Linked DNA regions of Ovis aries: region 1 is linked to region 2. Evidence: chromatin contacts called from public Hi-C data. All regions are on one chromosome and are shown on one strand. Each heading gives the region's core, a stretch centred on a gene start, on an enhancer-like site or on the middle of the called end of the contact. The rest is flanking DNA. Distances are from core to core; before and after follow the strand shown. Region 1 overlaps BLM (BLM RecQ like helicase). Region 2 holds the start of FES (FES proto-oncogene, tyrosine kinase).

Region 1 (4,889 bases), core at 135-2,634, 63 kb after region 2:
CCTGACCCAGGGATCAAACACGTTCCTCCTGCTTGTCAGGCAGGTTCTTCACCACTGGGCCCCCAAGGAAGCCCTTTAACCTGCATGCACTTTATAACCCATGCTTTCCCTTGGTATGACATGTGTCTCCATTTCTGGCCTATGATGGCCCTGGGGTGAGGTAAGTTTCCTTTGTAATTCAAGGAATAAAGGACTGCTGCCCTTTACACAAACTTGTCCTAGACGTGTGTTCCTAAAATGTCAAGGCCTCTCTGACTTGAGCCCAACCCCAGCTGCCTTCTCTTTCCTCTCGTCTTTCCACCCGTCCCTCCAGACATCTGAGCTGAGACTCTCATTCCCCACCTACTCCAACCATACAAAAAAGTGACAGCACCTCGTCTTAAGGCCCCAGTGCCTGGACAACAGGCGTGGTGGAACGACTGCACTCCCACAGCCCGGAGGAAGGGAGCTTTGTGGGCAGGTGGAGGTGGCGTGGAGCAGAGGGAGCCTTCTCCTGGCCAGGCCAGGCCCGCCAGTCTTGGGCAAGCTGCAGATGTGGTTCCTGGGCGGGAGCAGTTTGGGGCTGCCATGTCTTCATCGGACCCTGTTGCCAGCGGCTCGCTCGCTTGTCTACACTCCAAGGTTTGCCCGCTCTCACCTTCCACTCGCTACCTTTAAAACAGGTTGAGGAGCCCCTGCCACAGTCTACTACAGAGGCCTTCCAGACCTCACTTCCCCCACTGATCTGAAGATAACAACTTTTCTCTCCCCACCGAATAAACTGTTAAAAAAAAAAATATCACAGGGCCAGTGTGTTTACAAGGGTAACAGCAGGGAGCATTTGCCATAGAAGCCTGTCCCTAAACCAGTATTTCCCGTCACCTTGCAGCCAGGCTGAACTCCTGCCCCGTGTTGATTTCCGGTCATCAGGGCACTCAGGTGGCCTTAGAGGGCCCGGTGTCAGAGCCATCAGTCTGCTGATGATATTTTGGTGGGGCTGAGTGAAAAGTGGTTTTTCAACATTTTAAAACTCTTGCTCGAGGGCAGTTTTACTGCAGAACTGGTAAAGATCTGCTAAAACTAGCAGAGAAGCAGCCTTAAATCTCCCTATGCTGATTTCCTGCTGAGAAATTAAGCCCCGAGAGAAAACCTGCTGTTGATATTGATTTACAGAATGAATCTGCCAACAGCAGCCTCCATTTTCACCAGAGCCATCCATTTCACTGCCACTCAGGGCCCAGAACACAACCAGTGCATTGTGTGTTGTTCGGAAGATGTGAAACTCTGCGGGCAGGGTGGGGAGGTGAGGGCGCTGGCAGGGAGCCACGCTGATCCCGTGGCCGCTCGGGGCCCCAGCCAGGTGAGCGGCCCGGACATGTGGGGAGCCACCACCTTGCAGAGTGGGTCAGTGGAAATGCGGAGAACTGGGCACGGAGACAGCGAGGCTGCTACAGGGTAAAGCACTATTACACAACTGCTGCTTTTCACCAGCAGGGACGAGCAGAGAATCCTGCCGTAAACACACAGGCTAATTAAAAACCAGCATCAAAACTGTGCTGGCTTTGGGACAAGTGTGAGTTTCTCTGTGCTGCTGTGTTCAGTCACTAAGGCGTATTTGCGACACCCCACAGATTGCAGCCCACCAGGCTTCTCTGTCCATGGGATTCTCCAGGCAAGAATGCTGAAGTGAGATCCCTTCTCCAAGGGATCTTCCTGACCCAGGGATCCAACCTGTGTTTCTTGCACTGGAGGCAGGTTCTTTACTACTGAGCCACTAGGGAAGGCCCTTACTAGCTTAGGTTCCAGGCCACAGGGCAAAGTGCTTCCCTCTGAAAAACAACAGTTGCGACAACACTAAGGGAGACAATGGTCTGCTTTGTTCTAAAGGGCAGCAAGAGGAGGTCATGATGGAATCTCCGAGGACCATGTGCAGCAGTGAAAGTGCTCTGGGCAGGCCTGGGCGAGCCAGTGTCCGGCCCCACCTGTGAGAAGGGAACAGGCCAGGGGTGCACAAGCCTTCCCCAGGGGAAGCTTCAGGAAGCCCCAGTGTCCCCAGCATAAGTCCCAGGGAGTGGGACAGAGGCCTTGTGAGGTCTTCTACTCTGTGTGAGCGCCTGTGCAAATGAGTGTTTCCCAAAATGGGGAAATAAGTGAAGAAATTAAGAAAACGTCCCCACGGAAGGGCATTGGTGGGTCACTTGCACATCAAAACCCACAGAAATTACTTAGCCATAAAAATGAATGAAATCCTGCTAGTTACGACAATACGTGTGGACCTCAAGGGCGTGAGGCTAAACGAAATAAATCAAATACTCTATGAGCTCTCTCATAGATGGAACCTAAATATATACGAATATTTAAACCAAGTTCATAGGTGCAGAGGACAGACTGGTGTGGTGGTTGCAAGAGGCATGGATGGGGTGGGGTGTAGGATAAATGGGTGAAGTTTAAAGTTTAAATATAATTAAAATAGATAAATAAAACCCACAAAGTTAAACTAATATTTACTAATGTCTTTAATTTCTGTCCCCCGACAGAAGGATTAGCACATACAACATGCTTGTTTGCAGACTTAAGGAGAAAATGACAGCTTGTTAACACTGCCTTCTTTTCTCTTCTCCACTCAATTTTTGGTCTTTATTAACCCGGAAGGAAAAGAGGTAGAAAAACTACACGAGGAAAACATGATAGCCTGCACAAGGTTACTGAGTTCCCTCTTCCTAGGTTTCTGTTAATACCAGTGGGAGGGTCGCCATCCCACCAGACCTGACCTAGAAGGTGAGGGCAGAGGACGTTCTTGAAGATGGGAAAGAGCAGGGAAATGATGAATAAATACAAACGCTGTTCAGATCATCACCCTGGACCTGACGGCAATGCTTTGTTCTGCCTTGGTGAGCAGACAGCACCCCAACGCTGGGGCATCCCAGCCCGGGGGCCAGGCAGACGTGGGAACAGGGAGATGGCAGGGCTGGACTGACCTCTGGGGGGTTCCAGTCATCGCCTCTTCTCTGCTACCCTGCTAAGCTTGGGAGGCTGGCCTCCCGGCTGTTACCGAATGACAGGGGTTGTGCAGGGCCTCCAGGTGGATGCCCTGCAGATGCTGCAGCAATAAAAGCGGTGTAGCAAGTACTGGCGGGATCATAAGAGTCATGAGGAAACAAAACCCTTTTGTTTATTCAGCTAGTGTATGACTTACGGGCTTCCCTGGTGGCTCAGTGGTAAAGAATCTGCCTGCCAAGCAGGTGATGCAGGTTGATCCCTGGGTCGGAAAAATCCCCTGGAGAAGGAAACGGCAACCTACCTCCAGTATTCTTGCCGGGAGAATTTCATGGACAGAGGAGCCTGGCGGGCTTACAGTCCATGGTGTTGCACACAGTCGGACACAACTTAGCAACTAAACAACAACAATATGGTTTACAGTATTTTAGGTGGAAAAGTCTCTTCAGTGCAAGTGTAAAAAAAAAAAAAATTTCCCCCTTTGAAGGTAAGGTCAAAATTGGAGCAGCTTTTTTACAAACTAGAAAACTTCAGTGATAGTCAACCTAGGAGCAGATATAAAAATCTGAAACAAAAAAAATTTTTGTTTTGGATCAGAGCTTAATCCTGATACACGAGTTGGACCAGGCAACATTGAACAATGGCTTATTTTAATGAACAGTTCAAAGCAAAGCAGGGCAGCCCCGCTCGCTTCTCCCCTCCACCCAACACTGCAGACAAGGTGGCAGAACTTACCCTTTCGTCCTGGAACCACTGAAACCAGTTCTTCTCCTCTTGGCTCTTTGGGAGGCTGACATCCTTTTCCTCTTTCTTTCGTTTCTGGTTTTGTTTGCAAAGTAGCGAGAAGATACGGATGCTTCCTCATCGGACTCCTCAGGAGTGTTTTTTCCGGTGCCTCTGCTGCTGGAGGGGCTTCTCCGTGGGGAGGTGTCCTCAGCTACAAACGGACAACGCAGACATTTACTGGTGCTGCCGTGCTGATGAGTCTACGTGCAGATGCACAGCACAGGGCGCAGTTCAGCTGAGGCCCCGGTGTTCTCCCGGAGCATCCCGCCACTTGGGTTCAACCATCCCACAAGAACTGCGCTCCTCTTTTATTTCACAAAGCCCATAGTCATCAATGGCAATTCAGTTTTAAAGAATGGGGGGTCGGAATTCATTAAGAAAATGTGTGATGCTCTCTAACTTAACTAGAGACGTCAGGTTTATTAGCTCACTCTCTGCAGCCCAAGTCCCTGCTATTGTTTGTGCCATTAATCCTGTTAAGCTCTCTGAAAAGCAGAAAGTGCGAACTAAAAGACAATTTATTAGTTTACATATGCTGAAAAAGACAAGCCCAATGTAAGGAAAACATGACTATGTTCGCACCTCATCTTTAGAGTGATAGTTACTTAGTAGTGGGTGTCAGAAAATTCTATACTGTATTTTACTTTCCTTTGCATAATAGCTGTTAATAGTTCACATACTGTGCAGGAAATGGGCCTGTACAAAGCACACATTTGCAAAGAAGATGGTAATTTCCATAGGTATTTGCAATCCAAGGCACTCCCAAAGCCTGAAATCTTCCCACCAACAGTGACTGGGTCTTCGTTTCTGAAGGTACTTCCGGGCTGGCCTGGTTTACCCTCAGGGTACCCTGCCTCACCGTGTGGTAGAAGGGTGAAGAGCGCAGTCATTCCAGCATGGGACTTTAGCAAAATGAAAAACCTTGCCCATTTCCACCTCCAAAATGGGTGTGGGGAAGACCCTGGCGGTCCAGTGGTTACGACTCTGCCCTTTCACTGCCCGTGGGTCTGGGTTCAGTCCCTGCTTAGGGAACTAAAAGCCCATAAGCTGCATGGCATGGTCCAAAATAAAACAGGTGTATAAGGACTGAGTGACTCAAAACGGGCAAAGCTCTTGGCTCAGCATCT
Region 2 (5,194 bases), core at 1,222-3,721:
AGCTCCACGCTTAGAAGGACCTGTGCTTGGCTGAACACTGTTGATGCCATCTTGAAATTCTTAATAATTTGTTGACAAGGAGCCCTGTGTTTTCCTGTTGTACTGGTTTCCCAATTATGTTCCTGGTGGCAGGAGCAACAGATGGTCAAGACTGGATGAAGACCCCAGTTCCCTGCTGATGCGCCGGGATACTCAGAACAAACTCCAGCCCTCTCCTCTGAACCTCAGCTTCCTCATCTGCCACAGAGTGAAGTGCACAGACTAGCTCAGCCTTTTCCTCCAGGGCCAGAGCAGAAACGTTTTAGGCTTATAGGCCGTGCAGCCTCTGTTAAAATTGCGCGGCTCTGCCATTTTAGCTCTTCAGTGTTGTTGTTTAGTCACTAACTCACATCTGACTCTTTTGTGACCCCCATGGGCTGTAACCTGCCAGGCTCCTTCTGTCCATGGGATTCTCCAGGCAAGAATACTGGAGGGGGTCAGCCATTCCCTTCTCCAGCGGATCTTCCTGACCCAGAGATCCCGTCCGCGTCTCCTGCATTGGCAGGCGGATTCTCTACCACTGAACCACCAGGGAAGCCCTAGCTCTTCAGTAGCCATAGTGTGACAAACATATGGGCAAGTCTGTCTTCTGCTTACACTGCCTACAAAAAGCAGGCTGACACCTGAATTAGGTGCTCTCCTGGAGAGAGGGATGACTGGGTGAAGACTGGCCACCAGGGGCCGCTGTGGGGCCGCTGCAAGCTGGGGTTTGTGCTGGGAGAAGGGGTGTGGTGCAGACGGCTGCCCAGCACGTTGAAGAAGGCTAAAGCCTCCACGTAAATAGCTCCTATCAAACAGCCTCTAGACCGAGGAGCTGGGCAGGATTCAAATGCAGTCAGGCCCACGTCACAGCCCCAGTCCTTAACCTCCAAGTCAGGGGACCATGCTGCTGCCTCGTGGAGTCTCTGAGTCCCTGGGAGGAGTGAGCCTTGGGCCAAGCGCCATCCCTCTCTCTGTCTCTCTCAAGGGCCAGCTGGTGCAGTGCAGGAGATGGGCAGCACTCCTTGGTCCTGAGCTCCTCCCAGGCAATGGCTGGATCACTCATCCTTGTGCTTCCCAGTGCTCCTCGGCCCTGGCACACAGTAGGGTGACAGAAAAAAGAACAGAGGAGCCCCCCCCCCGCCAAAGGCCAGTCCTAGCTGCGGAGGGAAGGAGGGAAGGAAGGGGGAGCTGGCTCTGGGGGCAGGCCTGTGGTCAGACACTTCCACTTCTTCAGGAAATCCAGGGGTTCCTTGCAAAACCAGCCCTCTGAGGCTCAGAACGTAGGCAGGGAGGGCAGAAGCCCACACACCTTGGTGAACTCCTGCTGTAGCTGCTGCCACTGCTCATTGTAGGTTCTGCGCATTTGCTGGCGCTCCCGGATCAGCAGACTCAGCTTGCTCAGGGGCCCTGAGTTCAGGTCCTCCGCGTGCTGCCTCAGCACCCGGCTCAGGCCCTCCGTCTGGCTGGTGAGCTCTGTCCAGGACTGCAGTGGGGAGGGGCAGGCAATGGGGAACTTAGCTTCTGAGGTGGACCTGCCAAATCTCCAGCCTTCCCCAGCGGGGGACTCCGGAAAATGGAAGGGGCAGGCGGGCCTACCCAGGCACCTACGGGAATTTGCTGGTGGAGGGCGGGAAGAGGCGGGGAGTCTAGAATCCCACCTGACTGATGGGGCTGTGGGGGCCGATGCCCCGGCTCTGGCCCCCGCTGTCCTGCAGCGACATGTGGTGAAGCAGCCCGGCATATTCCCTGTCACTCTTGACCCGCTGGGCCATCCACTTCCTCATGCCCTCCAGCAGCCGGAGCTCGGCCTCCTGCATCTGCTGCACGGCCCCGTGGCCCTGGGGGCTGCACAGCTCTGAAGAGAAGCCCATAGTGTCGTTCTGAGGACGGAGAGAGGAGAGGCCACCACTGACAGTGAGTAGCTGGAGATGGACGGAGGGGCGGGACAGGGAGGCAAGAGGCTGAAGAGCCACAGACAGGCAGAAGGTGGACGCCTGCCCCCCTGGAACGCAACAATGGGTACGAAACACCGCCTGGCCTGGGAAAGCCGTCGGTGCTTCCCGCGTCCCAGGTGGAGGCCTGATGCCGGGGGTCTCCTCCCCAGGCCTGGAACAGAAACCTCCCACAGTCTCCTTCCCTGGATCTTTCCACCCAGCTCCCGCTGCAGGTGCAAGATGTGCATTGGGCCCTCGGCAGGGCCAAGGCTGCCCCTGCAGGCACCCCAGGCGGCCACCCGCCACCCCCACCCCCAGCCCCTACCCTCCCACAGCTCCTGCTCCACCCTGTCCCGTGTCCCTCTCTCTGATCGCCTGCCAGGCCCCTGCCCAACCGCCTCCCAGGTAGGCCGCTGCCTCCTGGGCCTCAGTATAGGCATTACCGATGCGGGCAGCTGCTCCTGGGCCTCCGAGGACCGACTTACACTCAGGCCCCACACCGCCCCGGCCAGTTCCTGATTCCGCGCTTCCTCCTCCTGTGGTTTCAGTTGGCCCAGGCCCCGGGGCGGGCCGGCCGAGGGGAAGGGGCGGGCGGGAGCCCCGACGCCTGCCCGCCCCCCCTGCCCAGCGCCGGCCGCTGCCTCAGCTGCCGGCCACACGGGCCTGCGGAAACGGAAGGGAGGAGGGGGCTGGGAAAGAATGGCCCAGAAGAGAGCAGTTTGTGCCCGGCGCTCCCCAGGGCCCAGACAGCGCCCCGGGGAACAGCCGAGGGTGCTTGGGGAGCACTCGCACAGGGCAGGGCTGTGGCTCTGCAGTGGCCGGGAGGGCCCGGGGGCCCAGAACCTAAGGAAGGGCAGGCGGACAATTTGAGCAGCAGGCCAGGGACGCCCCAAAGAGGCGGGGGAAGGCTAGTCCAGGCCTTTCCCACCCCACAGGACTCCCCAAGGAGGGCTCAGGCGCCAGCCTCTATTTGAATTAAATTTCCTAGTAAATATCCCGAGGAGAGGCCTACTTCTCAGGCATGGATCTTGGTGGAACTGGCCTGGCTCCTCTCCCCACCACAGGCAGGGGTTTCTAGTCCCAAGGGAGACCTGGGGCAGGAGAGGGGCCTGGGCCAGTGTGTGCGTCAGGGGTGGGGTGGGGGGTATGGCACTTCCAGTGTGGGACTCAGGTTCTCCCCAGCAAAGCCTATCTTGTCAGTCAGGCCCCACCAGAGGCCTCAGCCCTACAGCTTCAGCCAAGGGACACCCTGAGCAACTGGACCCCTGGCCATCACTCTCCACCCAGCTGCAGCTGAGGCCTGTGGCGGAGGAAGTAAGTGCTCAGCTGCTTCCACTCTGGGGCCTCATCTGTCCCACCCCTGGGGCTTGTTGCCAGCTACTGTCCCTTCCACACCCTCCTAAACCCCTCGGGAGATTGCCTTTGGGCAGCTAGAGCAGGCAGGACATCATGTGGGCACATAACTCTCTCCAGCCTTCATCCCCGCCCCATCCTGGATGCAGCCGCACAGTCCTAGGAAGAATATCACACACTGGAGACCAGGTTTGGTTTGCATAGTCTGCACGTTTAATCACTTTAAAACTTCTAACATTATCTCGTGTCCATTAAATAGAACCAACAATGCTGGGCCTGTTTAAATTACAAGGAAAAAAAAAAAAATCACTGTGCACCAACCCAGTATCTTACAAAACCAGCTGGGCTGGCCACGGGAGTGGGGGGTGGTCTGGGAAGAGGAGGGGGCACCTCTGGGCAGGTGGCTGGGTGCCAGGAGGGGCTGAGGGAGAGAAAGAAAGAAAAGGGAACTCCCAAATGGGAGGGGACTGATTGTCCTAATGGGAGGGGTGCAAAAGGCACGTCAGAAGAGGGAGACATGGGGGGCAGGACAGGTCAGTGCTTTCTCCACCAGGGCACAGTGTTGGAGGGGGCTCGGTGCCACTGCCTGCCCACCCCTGGCACTTGGAGAACCAGTGACCCATGAGCCCTTGGCACGACGAGCCCCATCTCAAATGGACGACAGCCTGCCCCTTCCACCTTCCCTAGGGCCCACTTGGCCTGGCATGCCTCATCAGTATCCGGGGCTCAGCTGCAGCCCACCCCCCACACCTCAGGCCCAGGACAGCCGAGGGCAACAGCAGGGTGGACAGTGGGTGTGGGAGGGTGGATGGTCCAGCTGCTGCTACCACCGTTAAAAATACAAAAAAAAAAAAAAAAATCAGCATCTAAAGTGAAATAATCACAAAGTGAAAATATATCCTCAAACAGCCCCTGAGATCCCCACAGGGGAAAGCAGCATCGGGTGGGAGGCGGGAGAGGCCGGCTGGGCCACCGTCCCTCCCCACCACCCACCCAGGGGCTCCAGGGCTGTGAGTGCCAACAGCCCAGAAAGCCCCGGGCTCAGAAAACAGGGACTTGGGCCCTGGCGGGAGGGAAGAGTGCTGGAGAGGGGAGGGTGGTCAGCACACCAGCCTGGGGCCGGGCCAGCCTCGCTAGGCAGGCAGCCCGGCCGCTGTAGTGGAGGTGGGCAAAGAGCCGAATGCACGTGGGCACACATGTGCATGCCTGGAAGTGCCTGCCCTGCCTTGGTCCCTTCCTTCGCTCACTGCTTTCACCTGAGGCTCACCAGACATGCAGAACAGGGTCTAGACACAGAAGCCCTTAGAGAGGAGGCCACCTCCTTCCGATACCCCCTACGCCAGTCTCCTGCTGCCTGGATGGGGCCCATTATTGCTTTAGAGGGACGGGGAGAGGCAGGGGCCGCAGCTCCGGTCAGGAATCCCGGAGGGCCGCCCCTCTTCACCGAGCGCTCTGGCTGGGGCCTGGACCTTGGAAAGCTGCCCAAAGGTTTCATTCCTTTCTCCATATGGAGGGCTGCTGCAGGTGGGGACAGGCTCTCCCCCAATCCCCCCACCCCCAGCTGGCCCTGGGGTCCCACCTCAGGCCGCCAGGGGGCCCAAGGGTAGGGTGGGAAGCCATTTCTGCCCCTCTTGCCTCCCGGCTGGGGTCCAAACCCAGTCCCAAGATAAAAAAATACTTTGGTGAATTAAAAAGTGCCCAAGGAGGGGATGGGCTCAAAGGGGCGGGCAGTAGGCGCTCATCAAAGGGCGCTCTGGTCTTTGATAAAGGCGGTCCTCTCGCCCCGGCCCTCGTCCTCCTCCGAGTCGGACGGGCACTCCTCCTGCCAGGCTTCAGGGGGTAGCCCCTTGTAGGAGATGAGGCCACGGTCCATGGTGTACACTTTC

What was found. Hi-C and Micro-C count contacts between places; a contact is called where the count stands out from the background.
Region 1: a Hi-C map of liver shows a contact between it and region 2, with 2.6 times the contacts expected there. The contact joins the enhancer-like site here to the promoter of FES in region 2. A contact is called at or near these places in 5 of 16 Hi-C or Micro-C datasets (blood, liver and tail adipose tissue).

What each region holds. Positions count from the first base shown.
Region 1 is chr18:21,154,252-21,159,140 of ARS-UI_Ramb_v3.0, forward strand. It overlaps BLM (BLM RecQ like helicase), which reads right to left. Exons shown (of 22, transcript XM_004017761.6): 21 at 3,712-3,913. Among named protein-coding and RNA genes, the nearest start is that of FURIN, 54 kb to the left of the region's middle. Within about 2 kb of position 1,385, at least 11 of the 54 cell types and tissues checked have an H3K27ac peak or open chromatin away from gene starts, as enhancers often do. A contact at or near this core is called in liver, where this site is marked.
Region 2 is chr18:21,090,340-21,095,533 of ARS-UI_Ramb_v3.0, forward strand. It overlaps FES (FES proto-oncogene, tyrosine kinase), which reads right to left and starts at 2,472. Exons shown (of 19, transcript XM_027957083.2): 1 at 2,399-2,472; 2 at 1,680-1,901; 3 at 1,331-1,504. The coding sequence starts at 1,892. It overlaps LOC121817076 (a long non-coding RNA gene), which reads left to right and starts at 1,297. Exons shown (of 2, transcript XR_009597082.1): 1 at 1,297-1,935; 2 at 3,156-3,648. It overlaps FURIN (furin, paired basic amino acid cleaving enzyme), which reads right to left. Exons shown (of 15, transcript NM_001078654.1): 15 at 4,988-5,194. The coding sequence ends at 5,050.